3 separate regions of the Sus scrofa genome follow, and all the other regions are linked to region 1. A link is a contact called in public promoter capture Hi-C data. All regions are on one chromosome and are shown on one strand. The core of a region is the stretch at or near the end of the contact, and the rest is flanking DNA. Distances in the headings are between cores, read along the strand shown.

The links. Promoter capture Hi-C pulls out the DNA fragments that hold promoters and counts their contacts.
Region 2: a contact with region 1 is called in a promoter capture Hi-C map of liver, with 5 times the contacts expected there. The contact joins the promoter of ECHS1 here to the promoter of BNIP3 in region 1. A contact is called at or near these places in 1 of 5 promoter capture datasets (liver) and 1 of 2 datasets of contacts at active chromatin or transcription factors (alveolar macrophages).
Region 3: a promoter capture Hi-C map of liver shows a contact between it and region 1, with 3 times the contacts expected there. The contact joins the promoter of ZNF511 here to the promoter of BNIP3 in region 1. A contact is called at or near these places in 1 of 5 promoter capture datasets (liver) and 1 of 2 datasets of contacts at active chromatin or transcription factors (alveolar macrophages).

Annotation. Positions count from the first base shown.
Region 1 is chr14:140,370,648-140,373,256 of Sscrofa11.1, reverse strand. BNIP3 (BCL2/adenovirus E1B 19 kDa protein-interacting protein 3) reads left to right here and starts at 1,306. Exons shown (of 6, transcript XM_003359404.4): 1 at 1,306-1,552. The coding sequence starts at 1,507. LOC110256840 (a long non-coding RNA gene) reads right to left here and starts at 1,179. Exons shown (of 2, transcript XR_002338864.1): 1 at 1,100-1,179; 2 at 1-181.
Region 2 is chr14:141,347,538-141,350,146 of Sscrofa11.1, reverse strand. ECHS1 (enoyl CoA hydratase, short chain, 1, mitochondrial) reads left to right here and starts at 1,277. Exons shown (of 8, transcript NM_001190175.1): 1 at 1,277-1,450. The coding sequence starts at 1,363.
Region 3 is chr14:141,252,067-141,254,675 of Sscrofa11.1, reverse strand. ZNF511 (zinc finger protein 511) reads right to left here and starts at 1,303. Exons shown (of 5, transcript XM_021073935.1): 1 at 1,081-1,303; 2 at 795-868; 3 at 329-530; 4 at 47-171. The coding sequence starts at 1,233. TUBGCP2 (gamma-tubulin complex component 2) reads left to right here and starts at 1,299. Exons shown (of 18, transcript XR_002338877.1): 1 at 1,299-1,387.

The DNA of each region.
Region 1 (2,609 bases), core at 57-2,556:
TTCAAGTCCCGGCATTGCCACTTCCTTGCATGGCGTCCTCTGGGTGATGGAACTTGCTGGAAGCTGTAGAGGGTTCCACATGGGGAAGGAAAACCAGGTGCCACTGTCTTTTCGAGGACTTATAAAAAACTTCAGTGAGCTTAGCAGGTTGCAAGACGTGATGACACTAAAATCCATATTCCTATATATTTTCAAAAAGCAATCAAATGAGATTTAACAACGGTAGTCACCATAACATTAAAAGTATGAATATTTAGAGATGCCTCTGACAAAAGATGTGCGAGCCCTGAACCCTGACAACTGCAAGATACTGCTGAGAAAAAAGTCAAAGAACACCTAAATGATGGCCAAACACAGGGTGTCTGTGGGCCCTAAGGCTCAATACCGCAGCTGCTTCCCCAGGAAGAGGGGCCGAGGAGCTGGGAGGGGCGCCTGGGGAGGGCTGGGGTGGGAACACTGAGAGACTGCAATTCGCGCCTCTGCAGGGACACGCTGTTCTGTTTGTTCCTGGCTGCACCCAACTAGAATGCCGCTGGGACAGGGGCGGCGTGGGCTCCACGCACCATGAGCAAGTGAAAATGAGAAGGACAGTCAGCCTGAAAGCAAGGCCAGCTCCTGGACATCCAGAGAGAAAGCAAGATTGATGCCCCTCTCATGAGCATCCGCCGCGTCCCTGCGATTGGCTAGGGACGCAAATATTGGTCCTATCTGTCTTTCTCTGGTTGGTCCTGAGCTGGAGGCAGGGACCGAAGTCGGGGAAGCTGTCATCGCTGATCAAGTCCTGGCCATTTAGGCCTTGTGGTCACAGGGCTGATGTGCGGCATCCCAGACCTGTTGCCAGAGATTCTGATCTGACTTCCCGCCAGGCTGACGTACAAAAGGCGGTCAACTGAGAGGGGCGACCGGCTGGTGGCCTCAGGACGCCGGCCAAACTGCCAGCGCCGCCTTCGGCTGGCTGCCCCGCCTCCCTTGCTCTCCTCCCCGCGGTCAGAGGGAGCGCGGTCAGGCCTCAGGCAGTATCACCGACGCCCAGGCCCCGCCAGGCCCCGCCTCCCGCCGGCCTAGGTTTCTCCGCGGGGCCCGCACGTCCGACACGCACCTGCCGGTTTCCCACGCCTCGCCCCCCAGGGCGCGCGCTCCCGGCCCGGGTCTCCCCGCCCCGCCCCGCGCCCCGTCCCGCCTGCGCACGCGCAGCCCCCTCCGCACCGCCCGGCCAGCGCACGCGCGCTCCACTCCTCAGGCGACCCCTCCCCCGCCCCCGCCCCGCGCACGCGTCGCACGCGCCGCACGCGCCCTCGAAGGCCCCGCCCCGCGGCCAATGGGCGGCGCCGCCGCTTCGCCGCCGCTTATCCGCCGTGCGTCCGCCGCCAGCGTCAGTCAGTCGGGCCGCGGGCCGACCGCGCTCGAGCTGCTAGGCCCGCGCCGCCGCCGCCGCCGCCACCGCTGCCGCCTCCCCCCGTCCCTCTGCGGCCGCAGCTCGGCTCCGGCCCCCGCCGCCCCGCCGCCATGTCTCAGAGCGAGGCCCCCGGGCTGCAGGAGGAGAGCCTGCACGGTGAGCGGGCCCGGGCGGCCTGGTGGAGGGGCTGCGCGGGGACCCCCGGGAGGCCGGGCGCCGCGGGCTCGGGGCGCGGCGGGTGCAGCCTCCCCGGACGGCAGAGGCGCAGCCCAGGGCCCGTGCCGGTACCGGCGAGCAAACGCCTGGCTTGCGGGTGGAGTTCGTGGACGTGGTTGCAGCGTCGTCGGCTCGGTCCGGAGGCGCGGCTGGGGGACGTGGGCTGCCGGGGCTGCCGGGGGTGCGGGGCGCCGGTCAGCGTCGGGGGGCCGCTTAGACACGGCGGGGGCGCGCCGCCAGCTCTTCCCTGAAGCTCAGGTTCTCTCGTCCTGGGGGTCGTTCCAAAGCCAAGCTGGACGCGGACTGGTGGCCGGCGAGGCGGGGACCCCCTGCCCCTCCCGGAAAGCGGGCTCGCGGGGTCCGGCCTCGCGGTCCTGTCCCTGGGGAGCCCCGCGGCCGCGGGCTGGAGGAGGGGCCGTGCGCGCGACCTTTGGATCCTCTGAAGCAAGAGTTTAGGCAGCGGGAGCACGTAAATAAGTTTGGAGAGGACCGTCGAAACCTTTGCGGGTGCATTTTTAAGTTTTTGAAAACCTTTTTGTTATCTGAACTTAGCCACATTTTCTTACGCCTTCCAACAAGCTTTTCCTAAGTAAGACTCGGTGTAATGCGTTGTATAATGTGCATTTAGAACTAAGACGACAGTTTAAAAATCCTGTCATCTCATTAAATTTCAACACTGCTTATCTTCTTGGAAACAGGTTGAGATTGAATCTGTCTTTTCTCACCACCGAGGATGCCGTGGTCACTCGTCTACGCTTCTGACCTCGTGCTTTGGTGGTTGAGATTTGTGTCTGGAAGGGTTCTAAGCGCCCAGAGCCCCCATCTCCGTTCCTTGATTGACACACCAAACTGCTGAGTCATTGGCAATGCAGAAGGCCAGCTCCCAAGTTAAAAGATTTGTTTTTCTGTTTTGTTTATTCTATAAAAAGACAGTTGCAGGCCGAGTGGAAACTCCTGCTGGGCTCTTTGGGCTCCTCTCGGGTACGTGCTGTGGGGC
Region 2 (2,609 bases), core at 28-2,527, 980 kb before region 1:
TGGGGGTTATTATGCCTGAACCTTTTCTCTTGAATGAAGACTGCTTACAGGGAAGGTGTATTAGCAAGTGTTCCATGTACAAACGCAAACACTAGGTGCACCCTAACTCTGCCTATGTGGTAACCAAGAGTAAAAGCACGCGACTAGCAAGGAAGAGGTCATTTGGGGAAGCTGGACACTAGGTGCCTAGAACTCTAAGGAGAAAGGAAACAAAGTCCAGCTGGTGGCCAAGGCAGAGCATGACATGATGGAGACTGCTTTGTTTTTTTTAGCTATAACAAAATTTCCTAATCATTAACTCTAATCATTAACTTTTGAGACTGAGGGGAGGCTGGGAGGCTAAAAGGCTTTTCCTTCCAAACACAAGGACTCAGGGTCTGATACACATTTTCAATATTGAAAACTATTGAAACCAAGGCCCCCTAAAACCTAGTTTCCCTACTGAGCTTCTGACGAATCTCTCTACCCAAAACTTTCTTCTCTTTCTTGTCTCCCGACCTCAGTCCTGCGCCAACTGAATAGCAATCAAAGTCAGACAACTAAAGTCGCGGTTGCGGGTGACATCCTCAGCAAACCATCACTGCCTCTGCAGACATCAACACACAAGCTCAGGTTGCTTCTCCAGGGCAGGCCGAGCGACCAGCCCGCCAAGCCATGGACCACGTGGCCTGAGACCGAAAACCAGAGACAGCCCGACAGAAACGGCTCAAAACGATGATTAACTGCATCTTTGTCCTCCCCTTTAAAACACAAACGAGAATCCCCTAACTCAAGGACCGCACGGCTCAGAGGCCTCTCCGGGTTGCTCTGGCTTTCCGCCCCGAATTACACCTGAACGTCGCCCGGAGGCCTGATTTCACCGCCCGGTGTGTCCTGGGCCGGTGTGCGCGGGCGGCCCTCCAGGTTCGCGCACGCGGCGCGCAGCCCACGCGTGCTTCCGACCCCACCCCCACGGCTCGGCCGGCCCTGGCGGGTCTGCTCTCAGGTCTTCGGGCTGCTGGAAGGACGCCACCGAGCGGGGTCCGCTAAAGGCGGCGCGGACCGGGGGACAGGGACGCGGGCACCGACCGGCGCCGGAGCCGCCCCCCCTGCGGCCGCCGCTCGGCCCCGGCCCCACCCCTTGCCCCTCCTCCCGCCCCGCCCCGTCCCCACCCCTTGCCCCTCCTCCCGCCCCGCCGGAACCTGAGCGCTCCCCGCCTCCTTCCGCCCCCGACCGCGGCCCCGCCCCTTCCGCCGCCTGGTCGCGCGATGCCCGCAGTGGGCGGGGCGGGCCCTGACTGGCGCAGCCGGGGGGCGGCTCCGCTGGGCGGTGGCTCCGCTGGGCTGGCTTCCGGCAGTGGGGCCCCTCGTCCCGGGAGCGCCATGGCGACCCTGCGCGCCTTGCTGCCACGCGTCCGCGCCCCGCTGCGCGCCTGGCCCGGCTGCCCCGCGCTGCGCTCCTTGGCCTCGAGTGAGTGCGGGGGCGGGGGCGGGGGCGGGGGCGGGGGCGGACCCGCGGCGGGGGTCCCTCGGCAGCGCCCGGGACCCCCGGGCCTCAGCCTGGGCGCGCCGCTAGGCGGGACCCCGCCCCTGCAGGGGACCCGGCCAGCCTCGCAACCCCTCCCGGCACCTGCTGCCCGAGCTGGCGGAGCCCTGGGGTCACTAGCGCCTCAACTCCAGAGACCAGGGACCGAGAGCTCAGACCTCTGACCATTTCAGCGTTTGGCTGTTGGTTGTGAAATTCCTCAGACTTTAAGAGAAGGTGCGCTTAGCGCCTCTGGAGTAGGAAGGGGAAGCTCGTGCTGTCCCGCTGTGCCTCCTGCCCGGGCCTCCCCAGGTCCAGGCTTTCTCCTGGGCTCTGGCCTTCGGATTCGGCCCCTCCCCCCCCGCCGCGCGCCCCTCCTCCTCTCTGCCGAGCACCTCTGCCCAGTTCCCCGCGGCAACTCTTGCCCACGTCGCTGAGCTGGGGAAGAATTCCCGCCGCCTCTTCCTTCACTTTTGGTCCGCTGACAACCTAACTAACAAGTGTTGGTTTTAAGTTCTCTTTGGCCACCTGCTGCTGCATCCTAGCCTGTGATTAGCAGTTGTTTCCCGGGCTTGTATGTGACAGTCGTGCTGCCTTTACATGTCCGATTTCAGTTATTCCCCAACAAGCCAGTGGGATGGGTACTGCCTCCCTCTTTCGCTGTTCAAGAAAGCAAACCACCTTGGTTAACCTTCTTGTCTGGGCGAGCAGCCCCTGTGGGCCTCCGCAGTTGCCTTTGCCTGTGTGTGCCTCCCCCCCCGATTCCCCCCACCCAGGGGGGCCTCCCCGCAAGGCTGGAAGCGTGCAGTGTGCAGCTTCATTCCCCGCACCTAGTGGACCTTTGTTGAAAGGAGTTTCCTGGAGTTCCCATCCTGGCACAGTGGTGAACGAATCCAACTAGGAACCATGAGGTTGCGGGTTTGATCCCTGGCCTCGCTCAGTGGGTTAAGGATCCCGCGTTGCTGTGGCTGTGGTGTAGGCCGGTGGCTACAGCTCCCATTAGACCCCTAGCCTCGGAATCTCCATATGCCACGGGTGCGGCCCTAGAAAAGGCAAAAAAATAGACCGAAAGAAAGAAAGAAAGAAGGAGTTTCCTTATCCCAGA
Region 3 (2,609 bases), core at 54-2,553, 880 kb before region 1:
GTTCTCCTAAGCTCGAGAGGCGCCTTCCTCGCACACCGTTACCTACCCTTTGCTCTTCCTCGGTTTATCGAAGCGGAAGTCTGCGGGGTAGAGGTGACCAGTCACCAGGTGCTCCTTCCTGTCTCTGCTGGTTCTGAACCTCTCTGGGCAGCCCTCCACCAAGCACTGATACTGCAACGGAAACAGCGTCACCCACCCTGATCCTAGTGGCTGCCACACCCCCGCCTTGCTGTGCTTCAACCCCAGGCTCTGGTACCCCGAGGCACAGGGCTAGGAACAAGCCCTCGTGATGACTGCCCGTGGCCTCGGTGGGCAAGACGTCACCCACCATGTCCTGCCGCTCGGCCAAGATCTGGAACAAGGAGTCGTGCCACTCCAGAATGTGGGTGTCCAGCAGGTGTCCAGAGGGGAAGGCCCGCTTGCAGAAGGAGCAGACGTTCCTGTGCAGCGTGTGGTAGTGGTGCTCGTAGTCCTCCAGGACATCAAACACCTGGCAGCAGCCAGCCACGTGACAGGTGAACTCGGGCACCCTGGCGAAGGACAGAACCTCAGGCTCCCTGTCACAGTTCCCCTTTAGGTTGCCCGACAAAGCTTCGGATTTCCTCTCGCAATCCCAAATCCTAGTTTCAGAACAATTAGCCTTTCATAGACCAGCTAGGCCGAGGTGAGGGCAGCCACGCAGGCTTGGTCGGTGGTCCAGGCTGAGGGGCAGCAAGGGCACCTGAGGAGGGGCGGGAAGACGGAGGGGCGAGGAGAAGACAAGAAGGGGATACGTGCGGGGCCACTGCGCTCACCTGGGCCTCTCGGGTGCCCCGGCCACCTGCGTAAGCACATCCTGGAGGTAGAGGTGCCGCTGCACGTCCCCGTCCTGCAGGAGACAGCCCCGTGAGCCCTGACTCCGCCTACCCGCCCGGGTCCCCCGGCTCCGGCCCTCGGCCCCGCCCGGAGCCTTAGCTCCTTGACGGAAAAATCTGCGCCCGCCCCGGCCCCGCCTCGAGCTCTTGGTCCCGCCCACAGCCCCGCCCCCAGGGCGCTGGCCCCGCCCCTCACAACTGCCCTCTCCCTCCTCGGCTCACGAACCTCGAAGAACTCGTGCTCCCGTGGGAAGCGCACCTGGCGCGCCGCGAAGGTGAAGGGAGCGGCCCCGGCCGCGGGGTCCCGCTCCACGGGCAGCGGCTCGGCCGCCCCGGCGGCCCCCGCCAGGCGGACGTGCAGCGCGGGCGGCAGCTGCATCGCCCAGCGAGCCGGCGCCCCCACGGCCTGTCGGCCACCGTCCGCACGTCGGCGGCGGCGGGGCGGGGCCGGATGTGACGTCGCCGCACTTCCGCTGCCGGAGGGGCTGTCGCTGCGGGTTTCGCGGGCTGGGTGCCCGGCTCCGCGCCCTGTGGTGAGTGGGGCGCGGGGCCGTGGGGTCTGAGTCTGGGGGCGGCTCCGGGGCGGAGCGGACGTCGCGCGTCCCACCGATGAGCCTCTGGGTCCCCTCCCGCCCCGAGCAGCGCAGGCTCCCGGCTGCAGAGGCTCCCAGCCTCCCTCCCGTCCTCCTTGCCGCCGCCGTCTCCCCCGGGCAGTGCCGCCGCGGCCTTCCGATCCCCTGTACCCAGACCGGTCCCCAGACTGGACCCCGAGTGGTTTTCGGCAAATTCACATGCGCTGAGCCCTCTGCATGTCCCACTGTCTTGAGGGTCTCTGTGTCCATTTGTGGCGACCGGTCGGGAGAAGCAGCGGCAGCATCAGAAAGCTGAGCTGAGCTGTTGCAGCTCGTGCTCCTCAGAGTTGTGCTCGGTGGGGCTGCTGTTGGTATTTTTGGTGGGAGGGTTCTGTGGATGTTCGGCTCCCCGGCCTCTTGCCCACGGAGATTCTAGACACCTCTGCAGTCACCGTGACTGCCCAGACTCCCCTAGGCATTTCCAGGCACCCGGGGCGGGGGCTGCCTGCAGGCGAGAGCCACAGATCTTGCAGGAATTGTTCCCCAAAGTGACGTGGAACAGCAGGCTCCTTGTATTAAGGACGTCTCTGCTTTTATTTCTACCACAAATGTAAAGTTTCATGAAGACAGATTTGGGGGGGGGTGTCGTTGTTTGATTGGTTTTTTTTCTTCTCTTTTTAGGGCTGCACCCATGGCATATAGAATTTCCCAGGCTAGGGGTGGAATCGGAGCTGTAGCTGCGGGCTTACACCACAGCCACAGCAAACGTGGGATCCCTAACCCATGGAGGGAAGCCAGGGATTGAACCTGCGTCCTCATGGATACCAGTTGGGTTTGTTACCGCTGAGCCACAGTGGAACTCCAAGACGGTTTTTAAATAAACATTTGCTGAAATGATCTTTCTTTAGAAGAGCCCTGTCCACCCACTTGTGTCTGGAGGAGAGGTGTTTTCTTTTGGTGGCCCCTGCAGTGTTCTTGCCATCTGGTGTGACCAGTGATCCTGGTCCAGCCGTTCAGGCCAGGCCGCGGTCCTGGGAAACCTCGTGGGAATGTGGGAAGCCTGGCTGTCGGCTGTTTTGCCGGTGGTTTGCAGCGCCTGGTCCAGCGTCCTCTGTGATTAACTGCAAGTCACAGGTAGTTTGGGGTGCTGGCAGGGAGTCCTGTACAGTTTGGGATTTCTCAG